Regions from separate parts of the Sus scrofa genome. Here region 2 is linked to region 1. A link is a contact called in public Hi-C data. All regions are on one chromosome and are shown on one strand. The core of a region is the stretch at or near the end of the contact, and the rest is flanking DNA. Distances in the headings are between cores, read along the strand shown. Region 1 overlaps SH3PXD2B (SH3 and PX domain-containing protein 2B). Region 2 overlaps STK10 (serine/threonine-protein kinase 10).

Region 1 (4,076 bases), core at 1,145-3,644:
AGGTGGCCACGACTTCTTGCTCTATTTGAAATGTCCTCCTCCTGGCCCCCCCCACCCCCAGCTCCTGTGCCTTCCCTCATGAGTGGTGGCCAGATGTGACATCTGGTAGCGTTTTGTATCCCCAGGGGGCGACCTGACTTCAGTGGACCCCATGGTCCTGGAGCAGTATGTGGTGGTGGCGGACTACCAGAAGCAGGAGAGCTCGGAGATCAGCCTCAGCGTGGGGCAGGTGGTAGACATCATTGAGAAGAACGAGTCAGGTAGGGCCCTGGATCCCTCCCTCCACCCTCCACTGTCACCAAGCCTGGGACAGGAAACACTTGGGAATGCAGAAACTGCAGCAGCCAGCCCAGGCGGGTCCGTTTCCATGGCTCCAGCTGATGGCCCGCTAGAGAGCTGGCCCTGTTTGATCACAGTGCTCGAGGGCCCCACTTGGTCACGGCTCAGCAGCATCCTGTTGGGTCAGATGTTCCCGACGCGTTCTGAGGTTCATGTTTTATGAACATTCCTTCCTGTTTCAAAGCACCTGCACCTGGAGGCATGGAGCCTAGCCCTCCACTGCAAGTTTGCCATGTGGATGGGCCTTTGGCTGCCATGGAAATCTTTTTTTTTTTTTTTTTTTTGTCTTTTTAGGGCCCCACTCGCAGCATATGGAGGTTCCCAGGCTAGGGGTCAAATCGGAGCTGTAAACGCCGGCCTACGCCAAGGCCACAGCAACACAGGATCCGAGCCGCTTCTGCAACCTACACCACAGCTCACGGCAACGCCGGGTTGTTAACCCACTGAGCAAGGGCAGGGACCGAACCTGCAACCTCATGGTTCCTAGTCGGATTCGTTAACCACTGCGCCACGACGGGAACTCCCCTGCCATGGAAATCTTCATGAAGGCCCTGTCCGCTGGGGGTTCTGGTGGGATGGACCTACTGTCCCAGCCCACTAGCTGTCGCAGGGACCACTGGCACAAACAGGCAGACCTCAGAGACATGGCGGGTTGGGTTCCAGACCACTGCAGTAAAGAAAGTCACACCCACTTTTTGGTTTCCCAGTGGAAACAAAAGTTATATGTACACTCTGCTGTAGGCTTTCAAGTGTGCAATACCCTCATGTCTAAAAAAAAACCATGTACATACCTTAATTAAAAAAATACCGGTGTTCCTGTCGTGGTGCAGCGGAAACGAATCCAACTAGGAACCATGAGGTTGCGGGTTCAATCCCTGGCCTTGCTCAGGGTTAAGGATCCAGCGTTGCCGTGAGCTGTGGTGTAGGTCACAGACGCAGCTTGGATTCCACATTGCTGTGGTGTAGGCCAGCAGCTGCAACTCCAGTTAGACCCCTAGTTTAGGAACCTCCATATGCCATGGGTGCGGCTCTAAAAAGACCAAAAAAAAAAAACAACAAAAAACCCCACAAACTTTATTGCTGAAGAATGCTAGCAGCCTTCAGCAAGTAATAATCTTTTTGTAATAGTAACATCAAAAATCCCCGTAACAGAAGTTTCCTATAGTGGCTCAGTGGGTTAAGAACCCAACGAGTATCCATGAGGATGCGGGTTCCATCCTGGCTTCGCTCAGTGGGTTAAGGATCTGGCGTTGCCGTGGCTCTGGCGTAGGCCTCAGCTGCAGCTCCAATTCAACCCCTAGCCCAGGAACTTCCATATATTACAGGCGCAGTCATAAAAAGGAAAAAAAAAAAAAATCACTGTAACAGATAGAAAAATAATGAAAAGATTTGGAATATTGGGACAACGTGCGACAGAGACACAAAGTGAGCAGAGGCTGTAGGGAAAATGGCACCAATAGACTTACTCGATGCAGCGCTGCCGCAAACCTTGTGATGTGCAATAAAGCGAGGTCTGCCTGTCCACTGGCCGGGACAGAATGTGACATGTTTGTGACACTTAGCCTGGTTCCATCTGAACGCCACATCTCACAGGCATCTAGGTTGCTTCATCAAGGCTGGTGCCTCAAGGATTAAAGGAGGCAATACCCAGAGCGGGCCTGAACCTGTGCTTGGCCCACAGGGAATGCTCAAAAGTGTGAGTTTTCTTCCCTTTTGCCTCTTGAGCCAAAATAGGGCATTGGCACCACCGAAGACAGAGCAAGGAACAGGGCATGAGCAGACCCTCTCCAGGAAAAAGTGGCACAAACCCACTGACTTTGTTGTGGCTAAAATGTGACCCTAGCTAGTAATATTAGTGGGCCAATCTCTGTGATACCCCCATGGCTAGTTAAGGTCCAGCAAATTGGGGAAAGACTGTTTCCAGCAACTCTGAATCATGTTCCCGGTAGTCATGAGATCAGCATTAGCCAACCAACCCCCCCCCCCCACCGATTACTCAATGTAGCCATTGTCATCCTGCTTCACAGCTGAAAACACCGAGACTCCAAGTGACTCGGTCACTCCCCCAAGATCTCGTGACAGGTTACCCAGCTGGAATTCCAGACCGATTCCAGCTGGCCCTCAGGCCGTGTGACGTTCTGTTTCCTAGAAATGAGGACAGGCGGATTGTGGGTGTGGCTGGGATGCTCTATGGGGACTAAGAAGGGCTCCCCCACTCCCCACCCACACCCCCTCACCCCTCCCGCCCCTGCATGTTTGAGTGACACCAGGAAAAGCACAGTTGCTTGGGAGAAGCCAGGATGGGTGTGGGGACAAGTCTGGCGTGTCCAGAAGCAGCAGGGAAAAAAGCGCAGATGCTGGCATCTTCAACGGGCCAACGCACTGGCAACATTTATGTGTATTTTTTCCTATTCTGTCTTTTGTGTTCATATTATCAAGTAAAGAAATTAGGCGTGCATGGGTATTTGTGAGTGTGAATGTGTGCGTGTGTTCGTGTGTATTCTGCAGGTAATACTAGATAACACTACAAGTGGCCCCAGTAGCCAAGACATTTCTAGAGCAAGGGAACAGGCAACATTTATTTTTGATGACATTTTACTTACCCAGGTAATATCTGAACACATTCTTACAACTTTAATGATAAAGTTAAAATCTATTTTCATCCTTAGCCTGCGTTCCAAACCCAGATCGCCCTTCGATCGGTTTGGAGTGAATGCTTCTTGACAGTTGTAACACACACAGCTGTTTAAGTGTCTGTATAGATATGTGTGTACAGAGATTTATATGTACGTACACAGTGTGTACATATGCGTGTGTACATATATGTATGCACGTGTGTACACACATAATCATACATACACATCGTGTTTCATGCTTGTATGTATCATATTGTAGTTTTTTTAAACCCCATTGGTCTATCATGCTATACATTTTTTTTTTTTGGTCTTTTTTTAGGGTGGCCCCCATGGCACATGGAGGTTCCCAGGCTAGGGGTCGAATCAGAGTTGTAGCTGCCGGCCTACGCCAGAGCTACAGCAATGCCAGATCTGAGCCATGTCTTCGACCTACACCACAGCAACGCCAGATCCTTAACCCACTGGGCAAGGCCAGGGATCGAACCTGTGTCTTCATGGATGCTGGTCAGATTCATTTCGGCTGTGCCACGACGGCAACTCCTTTTTTTTTTTGTTTTTGTTTTTGTTTTTGTCATGCTATATATTTTTATCTGCAGCATGACTTTTTAAGTCAACATTTAGCTCTTCTTAATCTTTTAACATCTGCATTCTCTTTGACCGGAATCAGCCATGTTTTCCTCGAGTAAGAACAGTACCTCTTTGGACACGTGGGTGAGTGTTTCTTTAGGTTGGACACCAGCGGTGGGCCTGCCGCACTGTAGGCTACAGGTACTTTCAACTTTAAGATACTGCCAAGTTACCTGCTTCTGTGGCCGTACCAATTTATTTTCCCTCCAGCAATGCAGGCATTAGTACCCATAGTAAAGAGCTGAGACCGTGAAGCCAGGAGGCCTGGGTCCGAATGCCGGCTCTGCCACTGTCTTGGTGACCTTGGTCAAGTCACTGCCCCTCTCTGAGCTTGGCTTCCCCATCTGTAAAATGGAGCAGTGATGGAACGCAGCTCACAGGCTGCTGTGAGGACCTGGCCCGTCGGTCGTAGGTGTGAGGCACTGAGACAGTCTGATGCGTCTCCATGGTCATTGCTGTTGATACGGCTTCAGG
Region 2 (4,076 bases), core at 693-3,192, 270 kb after region 1:
CCAAGCAATTATGGTCATTTTATTTTACTTTTTTGTCTTTTTTGGCTTTTCAGGGCCACACCTGCGGCATATGGAGGTTCCCAGGCTATGGGACGAATCAGAGCTGTAGCCTCCGGCCTACACCAGAGCCACAGCAACGCGGGATCCGAGCCGCATCTGCAACCTACACCACAGCTCATGGCAACACCAGATCTTTAAACCACTGAGCAAGGCCAGGGATCAAACCTGCAACCTCATGGTTCCTAGTTGGATTTGTTTCTGTTGCACCACGACGGGAACTCCAATTATGGTCATTTAAATTTGTCTTTATTGTAATGGCATTTCAATGAACAACTTTATACATACATACATATATATAAATTATTATATATATAATTCTCATACATTACACACACACACACACACATACACACACATACACATATATTTTTGCCATGCCTGTGGCATGCAGAAGTACCCAGGCCAGGGATCAAACCTGAGCCACAGCAGTGATGACAAATCCTTAACTTCCAGGCTGCCAGGGAATTCAGTGCATATTTTTTTTAATATATATTTAAGATTATTTCATTAAGGCCGATTCCTAGATTTAGGTATTTTTACGGTTCTTACTTTTTCTCACCAAGCTGCTTTTCTTGGCTCTTCACTTTATATTCTCATTAGCAAATAGGAAAGTGCATGTCTGAATACACTCTTAAAGTGGTGAATATATATATATTTTTTTGTCTGTACCCACAGCATATGGAGGTTCCCAGGTAGGGGTCAAATTGGAGCTGCAGCTGCTGGCCTACACTACAGCCACAGCAACTTGGGATCCGAGCTGAGTCTGTGACCCACACCACAGCTCCCAGCAACGCTGGATCTTTAACCCACTGAGCGAGGCCAGGGATCGAACCCGCATCCTCATGGATGCTAGTGGGGTTCATTAACCGCTGAGCCATGACGGGAACTCCGGTAAATATTATTTTTTAATGATCAGTAATTGCTAAGTAGAAAATGGTATCTGGTAGTTGATTTGAAACCTGAACCTCTGAGTCCACACCCCGGGGCTGTGGGTGGAGGAATGTCCATCGAATACTCTATCTGAGATTCCTGTCTTGCAGCTGACTTTGGTGTGTCTGCCAAGAATCTGAAAACTCTGCAGAAACGAGATTCCTTCATAGGAACGCCTTACTGGTGAGTCGTGGAGCTTCTGGGAATGGAATGGTGGCCAGAACTTCCACCTCCAACTCCCCACGGTGACCTCTGGCTGGTCTGGAGGACAGAGGACAGGAGGCAGGGGCTTCCGTGTCAGCCCGCTGGGTCTGAGTCCAGAGGCCCCTTGACTAGTTGCTGAGACCTCGGCCCCCTTGCTCAGCCTGGGCTTGTGTGCCTCAGTTTATTCATCTGTAAAATCCAGGGTACAGTTGCGCTCACATGGTGGATTATTGTGAGGCTTCAATGGGCTGATGCATATAGAAAATGCCCCATTAATAACGACTGAGCTCACACCTCCAAAAAAGCGTTCTTGATTAATTCATGGGTTGTGTGCCAGGCACGGAGCTGGGGCTGTGAAAATGAACAGTCCAAGTTCAGCTCCTACCCTCTTGGGAGGTCTTCCCAGACTTCTTCAGTCCGTTGTGTTTTCTTCTTTTCCAAAACTATTACTTTTTTTTTTTTTTTAAACCTCTTTCAGTTTCATATCTATCTACTTTCTGTTTTTCATCTGCACTAATTATTTCCCATTGTGGAGTTAGTCTCTTTTCTTGCTTGCTTATCGCTTACTCTTTCTTTCTCTCTCTGCCCTTTTTATTCCTCTTTGTCCCCATCTCTCCCATCCCTTCTCTGTGCTGTCGTATTCTCTCCCCCTCCCCTTTTTCGGGGGTCCCTTCCCCACGGCCCCCACCCACCCCTTCCTTCCCCAGGACCCTGTGTTCTGGATTGTTGCTGCCATCTTGTGGTAGGAATCAGGAACTGCCGCAAAACCTGACTGCGGAGCCGCTTGGAAGACCTGTGAGAACCATCCTAAGGAAGACAGTGGAATGGAAAGGAATGCAAATCATGATTTGAGAGGCTGCCAACAGCCTGATGTTGGCTTGTGCTGCTCCTTGACCCCACGTCTCCAAGAAGCGCCTGTGCAGGCCAGGGTCTGAGCCTCTGTTGTCCCTTGGTTGGTTCAGGATGGCCCCTGAAGTGGTGATGTGTGAGACCATGAAGGACACCCCGTATGACTACAAAGCCGACATCTGGTCCCTGGGCATCACTCTGATCGAGATGGCCCAGATCGAGCCCCCGCACCACGAGCTCAACCCCATGCGGGTCCTGCTCAAGATCGCCAAGTCGGACCCTCCCACGCTGCTCACACCGTCTAAATGGTAGGCAGCCAGGGGCCTGCCTGACGGTGTTTGCTGGACGACCAGTGGACCCGGGACAGGGGATGGGCAGGGTGGGGGGAGGTCGGGGGCAGGGCTCTGCTGTCACTGCTGGGCCCCGCGTTTGGGACGTGGCTGGGTCTGGGGGCCTGTAGGCCTTTTTGAGTCCCCTGGGCCCCTGTGGCTTTTTTGTTCCTCTGTGCTCTGGACATTGGCTTTCCACCAGAGTGGACCAGATAACCCAAAGAAGCCGGATCCCACTGCAGGAATAAGAGCCCGCACAAACCCTGGCATCCACATGGCACAAAACCCTGGACTGGGACTGGGGGCTTGAACCCCTGCACGGCCATGTTTCCCTGAGTGGCTTTGGCGAGTCCCTGCTCCTATGATTTCCATGTCCCTCTTTCAGTGATGTCCCTGACGAGAAGGGTGTCTTGACGGCCCCGACGCCTCTGCCTTTAGCAGATCGAGGCACCCTTTTGTCCTTTGAGGGGCGTGTTTGGGAAGCACGTGACTCCCGGAAGAGTGGTGTCTGTGATGTGGGGAGTTTTCTCGGCTCTTGCCCACTCCCAGCTTACCGCCGCCATCTGTCTGTCCTCCCAGGTCTGTGGAGTTCCGAGACTTCCTGAAGACGGCTCTGGATAAGAACCCAGAGACCCGGCCCAGCGCCGCACAGCTTTTGGAGGTGAGTGGTCCCCTTTCCCGGTGGCTGCCTGCCCTTCCTGTGAACACATCACCTGGGACCTGGAAGCTGGATGCGTCTTCCCCCAGCCCAGGCGGCATCGTGCACAGCTGTTCACTCATCCGCTGATGTTTCCTGTGCCAGCCCGGGTGTGGGGAGGGCCGTGGTGAAGGGAGCTCCCACAGCCCTGTCCTCGTGGAGCTTCCATTCCAGTGGGGGAGACAGACGGCAGACAAGCAGACAGGGCACGTGGCAGGAGGGCTGTAGGGCTTGGAGCAAAAGAGGCATGGCGGATGGGGGCCTGGAAGGGCTTGCTCTCCTGTAAAGGGTGGGCGCAGAGGGCTCTGTGTGCGCAGACACCTGGAGGAAGTGAGGCGCAAGACAAGTGGTACTTGAGAGCCCGGGCAGAGGTCTTCAGCAGGAGTTCTACTGGTGCGAGTCGGGAGAGCCAGGAGGCCGAGGCGCAGGGGCCGGGGCGAGGAGCGGGTTCGGAGATGAGATCGGAGCGGTACAGGGTCTGTCCACCCCCAGGTTACGTGATCCCCTAAGAGGACACGCGGGATGCAGCACAGCGTCATACCCACCACTGCGACTTAGCCCCGCAGAAGGAAGCGGAGAAAAAGGCACCTGGGGAACCCCGGGCAGGCGCTTCCGGTGGGGTTTCATGGGAGGTGCTGAGCTCCCCCAGCCATGTGTTGGGGTGACGTCTGGGCAGCACGGTGGAGAACTCAATGACCAGGTTTGGGCTGGTGTCTGGCCACTGGGTGGCCTCTGCCTGGCCCGGGCCAGGTCCCAGGCTCTGGAAGGTTGGTGGGCGTTCAGCATGAACATGTCGTTTGCACAGTTTTAGGCAGAATCAGCCCCTCTTTTCATTTAATGGTGGGAACCCTCCCCAAGTCCAAGTTCCCAGTGAAAGGCTGACGGTGGAAGCAGGCCTTTCAAAGGGAAGAAGGGCCAGGTCATAGAGAGTCACGTGGGACATTGAGAAGATAGGGGCTGTACCCCGGGTGCGATGGGGGCACCCCGAGGGTTTGGAGGAGGAGACT

What was found. Hi-C and Micro-C count contacts between places; a contact is called where the count stands out from the background.
Region 2: a contact with region 1 is called in a Hi-C map of subcutaneous adipose tissue, with 2.0 times the contacts expected there. The contact joins two enhancer-like sites. A contact is called at or near these places in 9 of 47 Hi-C or Micro-C datasets (alveolar macrophages, embryonic fibroblasts, epiblast stem cells and 6 more) and 1 of 2 datasets of contacts at active chromatin or transcription factors (alveolar macrophages).

Annotation. Positions count from the first base shown.
Region 1 is chr16:51,823,432-51,827,507 of Sscrofa11.1, forward strand. It overlaps SH3PXD2B (SH3 and PX domain-containing protein 2B), which reads left to right. Exons shown (of 14, transcript XM_021077089.1): 7 at 126-260. Among named protein-coding and RNA genes, the nearest start is that of UBTD2, 82 kb to the right of the region's middle. Within about 2 kb of position 2,395, at least 32 of the 83 cell types and tissues checked have an H3K27ac peak or open chromatin away from gene starts, as enhancers often do. A contact at or near this core is called in subcutaneous adipose tissue, where this site is marked.
Region 2 is chr16:52,089,364-52,093,439 of Sscrofa11.1, forward strand. STK10 (serine/threonine-protein kinase 10) reads left to right here. Exons shown (of 19, transcript XM_021077114.1): 5 at 1,101-1,173; 6 at 2,157-2,351; 7 at 2,952-3,033. Among named protein-coding and RNA genes, the nearest start is that of STK10, 88 kb to the left of the region's middle. Within about 2 kb of position 1,943, at least 24 of the 83 cell types and tissues checked have an H3K27ac peak or open chromatin away from gene starts, as enhancers often do. A contact at or near this core is called in subcutaneous adipose tissue, where this site is marked.